Regions from separate parts of the Sus scrofa genome. Here region 2 is linked to region 1. The links are chromatin contacts, called in public Hi-C maps. All regions are on one chromosome and are shown on one strand. Each heading gives the region's core, a stretch centred on a gene start, on an enhancer-like site or on the middle of the called end of the contact. The rest is flanking DNA. Distances are from core to core; before and after follow the strand shown. Region 1 overlaps APBB2 (amyloid beta A4 precursor protein-binding family B member 2). Region 2 holds the start of APBB2 (amyloid beta A4 precursor protein-binding family B member 2).

Region 1 (3,967 bases), core at 756-3,255:
AAAAGGACTGCTATATCCCTAAGAAGCCAGGCCCCAAACTAAAGGTCTTTAAATTGCATCGTGGTTTAGACACACTAGAAAGTCACTCTGGTTTGTCTGAAACAGTGGCTGTAAGCCAGGCCAGCATCAGGAGCACCGAGGAAGCTTTTCCAAAAGGCACGTGTCTGGGCAGCAGGTCTGGTTGAGAGCCCAGAAGACGTACTTTGACAAAGCAATGTCACTCTCATGCCCCACTGGAGATGACATGCATTGGCTGAAGGCAAGTCCCAACTCTACAGGACCAGCCTTTCTGGCAGGGCGGGGAGAGTTCAGGGTGCCACAAGGGTACCACTGCCCGCAAAAATGCCTCTCCAACCAGAAGTTCCTTCACAAGCGCTTTCCACCGCACAACCCAGAGACATGGTTTACACTAGAAAAGGAACTTTGTCTGAGCATCTACCGTGTACGAGGCCCTTTATACATGTCCCGCTCCTCAAGATCGTCCCACCGCCCAGCTCCCACACAAAGCAGGAACCTGAGGAGCAGAGAGGTTCCGGAGCAGAGCTGAGAAGGTTCTGCAGTAGAGAGGGCAGGTCTGCCCACTGTACCACACAGTCTCCTGGCCTGACACTTGTGCCGGGGAGCCCTGGCCAAGGCTCTGCATCAAGGACAGTGAACCTGGACTAAGGAGGAACTCCAGACGCACAGCCTACCCCCAGGTCTTCGCAGGTGGTATTAAACCAAGACTGAGCTGGAGTTTAAAGAGGCAGAAAGAAGCTCTCCACTCACCCTCACCTCCTCCTCCTCCAGGAGAGGATTTTAGGGCAAATCTCAAACCCATCAAGCCTTGATGAGACATCCATACAATAGAAATGTGTTAGCCTTAAATTTCTCCCTCTCCCTCTCTCTTTTTTCTAGGCAAAAGGAATAAATGAATTAATGGAAATAGATAAAAAATGGAGAAAATAAGCTGATCTACCTCAAAAAAAAAACTACTATAGTTGCAATACCACTCTAAAACTACTATACAATGACACTCAAGTAAGATCACAACAACCACAGTAATATTAGCTAATATTTATTAAACTTAATTGGTAGCAAGAACCCATCACCTCCTGACAATTCCTATAAATTTCCATTTTTCAGATGAAGAAAACTGAGGTAGAAAAAAGGGGAAATAACTTGTCCAAAGACCCACAGTCTGTGAATGGCAATTCAAACCCACGATAAAAATCTAGCCTTCTCAACTCTTTTTGTTTCGTTTTGTTTTGTTTTTGTCTTTTTCTAGGGCTGCACCCATGGCATATGGAGTTTCCCAGGCTAGGGGTCTAATCGGAGCCGTAGCCTCCGGCCTAAGCCACAGCCACAGCAACACAGGATCCGAGCTGCGTCTGCGACCTACACCACAGCTCACGGCAACGCCAGATCCTTGACAGAGTGAGCGAGGCCAGGGATCGAACCAGCAACCTCATGGTTCCTAGTCAGATTCATTAATCCCTGAGCCATGACAGGAACTCCTGCCTTCTCAACTCTTTAAGTCTAGTCTGTTATTTTCTTTATTTTCTCTATAAAATTGCTATGGACTCTGTCAAGTCTCATATTTACTTTTCTTGTTATTAGGAAATTTCCATGCGCTATCAAGCGCCTCAAAGCTGCAGAAAAAGCGAAGGGATGTGGATAATCTATAAACTGGAATCTCATTCCTAGAATAAAGACGAGAAGCTTGTAAACCTATTTTCAGCCTAATGAACAGAAAATAAATAGAAGCATCCAAAGAAAATGAAGGCAATCAAGAAATAACATTAAGGAGGGAAGCAAAAGGCTTAAGGGCAAAAAAAATTCACAGGATGCTGCTATGTGGGTGCTGGAGAAACAATGCTGCTTACTGGGAAACATCAAGGATGAAAAACAAGGATGGAGAGATGATTCAGACGCAGCATGTGAGGGCTGCCAGGGGCTGGCGGCCTGGATGGGAGGACAAGGGTCTGAGATCAGCAAGGAAGTGACGGGAGCTCTGCTGCTTAAGCGATTAGTCAGAAGGCTGAAGGAAGCGCACCAGGCTCCCTCCCGTCTCCCGCCCTCCAGGGCCAGGCCATTACCAGACTCTCCTTCCCAACAGAGGCAATGGTTTTTCTTAAATACTAGACAGACCGGAAAGATGGGGAGAATCTCTCCCTCCGCACTGCACCCCAGGCATCGGGGAGGACGTCAGAGGAGACGTCAGGAAGCTGAGCACGTGCACAGAAAAAACCAGCAGCCAGGGGACCAGATTCTCCTCAGCCCCGCCAGGGTCACCTCACCAAATCCCTCAGCATCTCGGCCATCAGCATCCAAGTGCCAGGCGGACGGGATGACCTCTCGGAGGCAAGTCCCCGTCACTAGCTGCCTTCCGGGGTTACCCTGTTCTCCCACTCACCCCCCATGGGCGGCGGCGAGCGCTCCAGTGTGCTTCCAACCCCGAGAGAGGGACAGAACCAGGAAGACACGGAATGTCCTTAAGCCTCGACAGCCTCTTAGAACTAGAAATCCCAGATATAAGCAAAACGACTGGGGCCAGCAAAAATGACCTCTGCCACTTACTGAGCTGTTACCATGTGCCAGGCACTGTTCAAAGCACACCACCTACACTGGCTCACTGAATCCTCACAACAACCCTGTTAGGAAGGTAGGTGAAGTCCCTGGTCCAGGGGACACAACTTGTGGTGAAGCTGGCTCTAGAAGCTGAGCTCCAGAGCCTGAGCTCCGCTTAGTCACTACACATGTAGCACTTAAATGTCCCACCTAATGACAGGGCACTGCTTTGCTCTCTGTCTGAAATTCTATCAACTTACAATAACAATGCACATCACAGAATGCCACCAGCTTCCCTGGAGAAAAGGAGATGACACGTGTGGAGAAAGGATCTGGCAAACACACAGCTGGAGTGAAACCATGCCCTGTACAGACATGGCACCTGGATGCCAGACCCTTTCTTCCCGAGTGTGGGCCCCAAGTCTCTCTCCAAAGAGCAGCTTTCCAGGGACTAGAGGCAACAGGGACCCACCCAGTGAACTCACTCAGGGGAGTCTGTGAGGCCCAGAGTGCTGAATGGAGGACTCAAGTCATACAGGTCCTTGCCAAATGGGCCAGGGCTAGAACCTGAGCCCCCCAAATGCCAGTTTCACATCCTTCAGTCCTTTACAAACGAGATTCATGTTTTATCTCTTACTTTATTTCACACCTTTTAATATGGAAACTTTCAAACACATAACAAAGCAGAAAAAAATGAATGAATCCCCATACACCCAGGACCCAGCTTCAACAACTACCAACTCACCCAATCTAGTTTGCTCTCCATACCCACCTACTTCCCCTCCACCACCTCCGCCAACTCCAGGGTGTTTGGAGGTAAACTCCAGGCATCACCTCCTTCCATCCACAGATATTTCAGTACATTGTCTCTTATCATTAATGATACTCTAAAGCATAAGCTCACTGACATTATCATTTCTATAAAAACTAATCATCATTTTTGTTTTCTTTTTCGGCCGCCCCATAGCATATGGAGTTCCCAGGGCAGGGATCAGATCTGAGACGGAGTTGTGACTTACGCCGCAGCTGTGCCACAGGACCCTTGAGCCCACTGTGCTGGACTGGGGATCAAACCTCTGTCCTGGTGCTGCAGGGACGCCTCCGATCCCGCGGTGCCACAGCAACACTCCCATAATTTCTTAGCATCAGTTCTCTCATCAGTGCTCAAACTCCCCCAATTGTCTTTTTTTTTTTTTTTTTTTAACAGTCTGTTTGAATCAGAATCTATCTATAGTGTCTACACTGCAACTGGTTGATATATTTTCTAAGTCTCTTTTAACCTCTAGGTTGGCTCTTCATCTCTGTCTCTCTTTTCTCTAACAATATATTCACGGAAGAAGCCAGGTCAGTGGTCCTGTAGGGTTTCCCACGGTCTGGATTTTGTGGAGCGTCCGTTCACTCTCCCCACAGTGCTCTG
Region 2 (3,967 bases), core at 509-3,008, 53 kb after region 1:
AAGATTTGAAATCTAAATCCACGACAAGGAAAAAAAAAAAAAAAGAAAAGACTTAAGAGACCCAAATTCAGAACAATGGATCAGGATGCCACTGTTTGCTTTTTTTAAATCAGTGAAATATTAAAACACATGACAAACCAACGCCAACCTCACAAAGTTTCCTCATTTCCTGGGATTCAACCACCACTGCTGGCATCATGTTATGGTAACCCCTTAAGTAGTTTACCTATCAGGTGCAAGGTAAAGGCAGTGACTGAGGAACTTCTTAAACAACACTGTGCCCAGTCTTGTCTGAGCTTCCAACACTGACCTTATTCTCCTCTTAACGTTGGCCCTCCCCGGCCACTCAATCCATCACAAACCCTCTGTAACAGTTGTGGCTCTAAACTGCGCAGAACTTGACTACAAATCGGCCACAACTCTAGATCTGATTTCTCCAATTTACTATTTGTTTAAATTCAAGTCCCAAGCCCCCTTGGCTCTTCGTCCCCGACCTCTCGGTTCTAGATCTCTCAGCCGACGTCAAGATCACCTTTCATTGTTTCTGTGGGACTCCGCATCCCTCCCTCCGCCCAGCAATGTTTTCATCGCACAAATGTCATTTCTAGCGTTCAACCCTCCATTCCGCCCGGCGGGCAGCAGAGGGGATTCCTGATTCGGTCCCCTTCGCACAGCCATTTTCTAGTTAAAACGCTCCCTGCCTCTGAAGGGGAAATGAACTTTTCCCCCTTGATCTTGCAGCGGCTAAGCTCTGAACCCCTAGAAAAGCCAGCCGGGTCTTCAACTCCCCCGCAGGAGCGCACTGCCGCCCGGGGAGGAAGAGCCCAGCCGCACAGCGGAGGCCAGTGCCAGGGCAAGGGGGTGTGCGCTCTTCCCCGCCGGCGCCCACCCTCACTTTTCCCTTCCGCAGCCCCCACCCCGGCGCAGCCCCTCCAATCCTGTCTCCCCGCCCAGGCCCTGCCAAGCCCCCGGCTGCGGAGGGAAAGGGGGCGCCGAGAAGCGGGAGTGATGGAGTCAAGGAGTGAGCCCGCAGTCACCGTGCCACCCGGCCCTGCGGCGCGGGCGCAGGGCGCACGGGACTCCGCAGCGGACGCCCGCTGCAGATGCGTGGCAGCTGCTGCAGCTGTGGCTGCGGCTGAGCGGGCAGACGGCAGCAGCCGCGCAGACCTCGGGGGCCGGGAGGAGAGGAGCAGCCGCCCGGGCTACTTGCCGCACGCCGCTGCCGCTGCCCAGGTCTCCCGCCAGCACTCCCGGGCCGCCCAGGAGTCCAGAGCAAAAGCAAGGAAGAAAGCGGGGCTCACCGGTGGTGCGCGCGGCGCTCTCCTCGGCTCCGGCACCCGGCAGCTCTGCTCCAGTCTCGCCCTGCCCGGAGCGCCACGATCAGCTGCGGGTGCAGCGCACGAGCTTCCTACTTGAGACCAAGACGGGCTCCGGCAACTGAGCATGCCCAGTGCCGCTCCGCGAGTCCCGCTCAGGGAGCTGCGCCGGCGAGATTCCACTTCTCCAGGCTTTGGCGGCGGCTGCGCGGAGAGGCTGGAGGGGCCGGACCCGCCGGGGGCCGATCCCGAGAAAGGCGGGGCCGGGGGCGGGGGCCGGGAAGGAGGGGGCGGGCCGCGCGCCTAGTGCGACCCCTGCAGGCAGAAGCTTCCGGGCATCGCGAACGCCTGGTCCCCTGACCATCTGAGAAGATGGCAGAGAAGCAGTGCAGGCCAGAGACCCAATGCGACGCAGCCTGGTATCCCCTCCATATGGCTCGGCGTCTGTCTGCAGCAAAAGGAAGTTGGGTAACATTATCCCTGTCTAGTCTTTTCTCCCACATGCCTGCATTCCCTTATCTGAGGAAAATGTCCTCAGATGAGAGCTGCCCACGCCCATCCAGCTGCAACATGTAGGCGAGACCTTCCTTCTGCCTCCTTATCTAGAACCCCAGGCATATGCCCCCCACACACACACACCATTCCTTGATGTGAAAATCACAGCAGCATCACCTCAAGGAAGAAACATACCTGCAGGAGGGGAAAGCATAATTTCTTCTTCACTTCCAGGAATATTAAATATAGTTCGAATTTAGAGAAGCAAGGTTCTAATAATGGATACTCAGTAAATAGTCATCAGTGCCTGCCCCAGGCACTGTGAATAGCATCCCCAAAGCATCATTAGGGTTGCTCTTCATCAATGCAGTGGATATCAAACTTGACCCTGCATCCCAATCGCCTGGAGGATTTATGGAATCACAGACTGCTGGACAGTCTCTGAATGGGTAGGTCTGTGGTACTGCCGAAGCATCTGTACATCTAACAACTTCCCAGATGATGCTGGTGCTGCTGGTCTGAGGGCCATACTTTGAGACCTCTTGCTCTACTACACAAACACACAGCCTCACCTACTATCTTTTTCAGATGGATTTTGCTAAAAGTAATTTAATAGTAGCTATTAAATAATGGCTCCTCCTAACTCACCCTCTTCCCCAAACCTCCGGAGTGCAGTCCTTCTGCAAACAGCAAACTCACACCCGGAAAGTCCCTATTCTTCGCAAGAGGACTCTATGCGGTTGGGGATGGCATTATTTTCTCCTTTGGCATCATGAATCTATTGAGTACCCACAAGATCTTATAGTTAGCCTGGGGACGGCAGTGAATAAAAAAGCCCAGACCCCAGCTTTCATAGAGCTTAGTGCACAGCGAGGTGGACAGGCACCCATTAAAGAATCCCCCCGAAATGTCCCTTCAAACATGAGGAGCGCCAGGGGGGAAATCTACCAGGTGTGTGCAGAAGGGTGTATAATGGGACCCTGAGCGCAGACTAGAGTGGGGTCGGAAGGAATGAGTGGTGGGAGAAAGATGCCTTGTGGAGGAGGGGTTTCTGACGTTTGCACCAAACTTCTCCCATGAACAGTTTCTCTGAGACCAACCTAGAGGCCAACAATAACGTCACTCCTTTCCAACAGAAAAACAATACTGCCACTGAGGAATCCCTACAAATCCATGAAAGTGCTCAGCCTTGGTGCTGTATCGCTGCACTCCAAGATCTATCTATGCAGCCCGTGGACGGGACATTCGGGGGCCGCAGTTTAACCCACTTTGGGAAAACTCAGGCTCTGAACTGGAAAGCCTTCAAGTTCAAGCCTATGCCCTTCAGGCCTAGAGAGGAAAGGAAATTAGCCCAAGTCCGCCCCCGCCCCTCAGCAGCAGAGACCGGCCCTGGTACCAGCCTTGAAGGCAGGTCCCCTTTTCGCAGGTACTCTATTCTCTCGGACCCCACAGCTTCCCATGGTTCCCCAGGAGTCTGGCCCTGCCACCCGTTCAGTCCGGGGTCCCGGGGCTGTACACCGCGCCCGCCCTACGGGATCCATCTCTTCCCGACCCGGAGGAAAACCCGCGGTGGAGTCCTTGGCGGCGGGGCGGGGCGGGGCGGGGCGCGCAGGCGCAGTGGCCGCCAGGTTGGGCCAAGGAGGCGCCCCGCTCCACACCTGATGCAATCAGCCTTCCGGAACCGGGTCCGGCGGCCGCGCTCACGCAGGAAACGCTCCTGCGCCCTCCCCTCGGCCGCGGCCCCCCCGCCCGCGCCCGGCTTCCGAGCCTCCTCGCCGTCCAACTTCGCCTGGGGCGGAGGGCGGCATTCGGCGTCCCGCAGGGGACGCGCGGAAAGAGTAGGGAATTCATCGCCAGGAAAAGCAAAATTCCCGGCTGCCCTAATAGTGACGTGGAAACGGCCACCGAACGTGTCGTGGCTGCAGCAGGAAATTCCCTTAATTATGTATTTCCAGAAGGTGGGCGGGGGTCGGGAGTGGGGAAGCTTGTAACCTTCCTCTGCCTGCTTCCTTCGACCCCCTCCAACACACATTTTCTCGCTCCCAGGAAGGAACGTTTAGAGTAATAGCGGTTTCCAGGCCGTATGGAGAGGACTCCTTGACACCCCGACACACACCCACATCCCGGACGTGCTCCGTGTGTACAGCACGCTCGCT

Evidence for each region. A called contact is a pair of places that touch in the nucleus more often than the background predicts.
Region 2: a contact with region 1 is called in a Hi-C map of skeletal muscle, with 4 times the contacts expected there. The contact joins the promoter of APBB2 here to the enhancer-like site in region 1. A contact is called at or near these places in 1 of 5 promoter capture datasets (fetal liver), 4 of 47 Hi-C or Micro-C datasets (embryonic fibroblasts, heart right ventricle, skeletal muscle and 1 more) and 1 of 2 datasets of contacts at active chromatin or transcription factors (skeletal muscle).

What each region holds. Positions count from the first base shown.
Region 1 is chr8:32,247,451-32,251,417 of Sscrofa11.1, forward strand. All of the region lies in intron 1 of APBB2 (amyloid beta A4 precursor protein-binding family B member 2), which reads right to left. Among named protein-coding and RNA genes, the nearest start is that of APBB2, 53 kb to the right of the region's middle. Within about 2 kb of position 2,006, at least 28 of the 83 cell types and tissues checked have an H3K27ac peak or open chromatin away from gene starts, as enhancers often do. A contact at or near this core is called in embryonic fibroblasts, fetal liver and skeletal muscle, where this site is marked.
Region 2 is chr8:32,300,479-32,304,445 of Sscrofa11.1, forward strand. APBB2 (amyloid beta A4 precursor protein-binding family B member 2) reads right to left here and starts at 1,759. Exons shown (of 18, transcript XM_021101154.1): 1 at 1,302-1,759.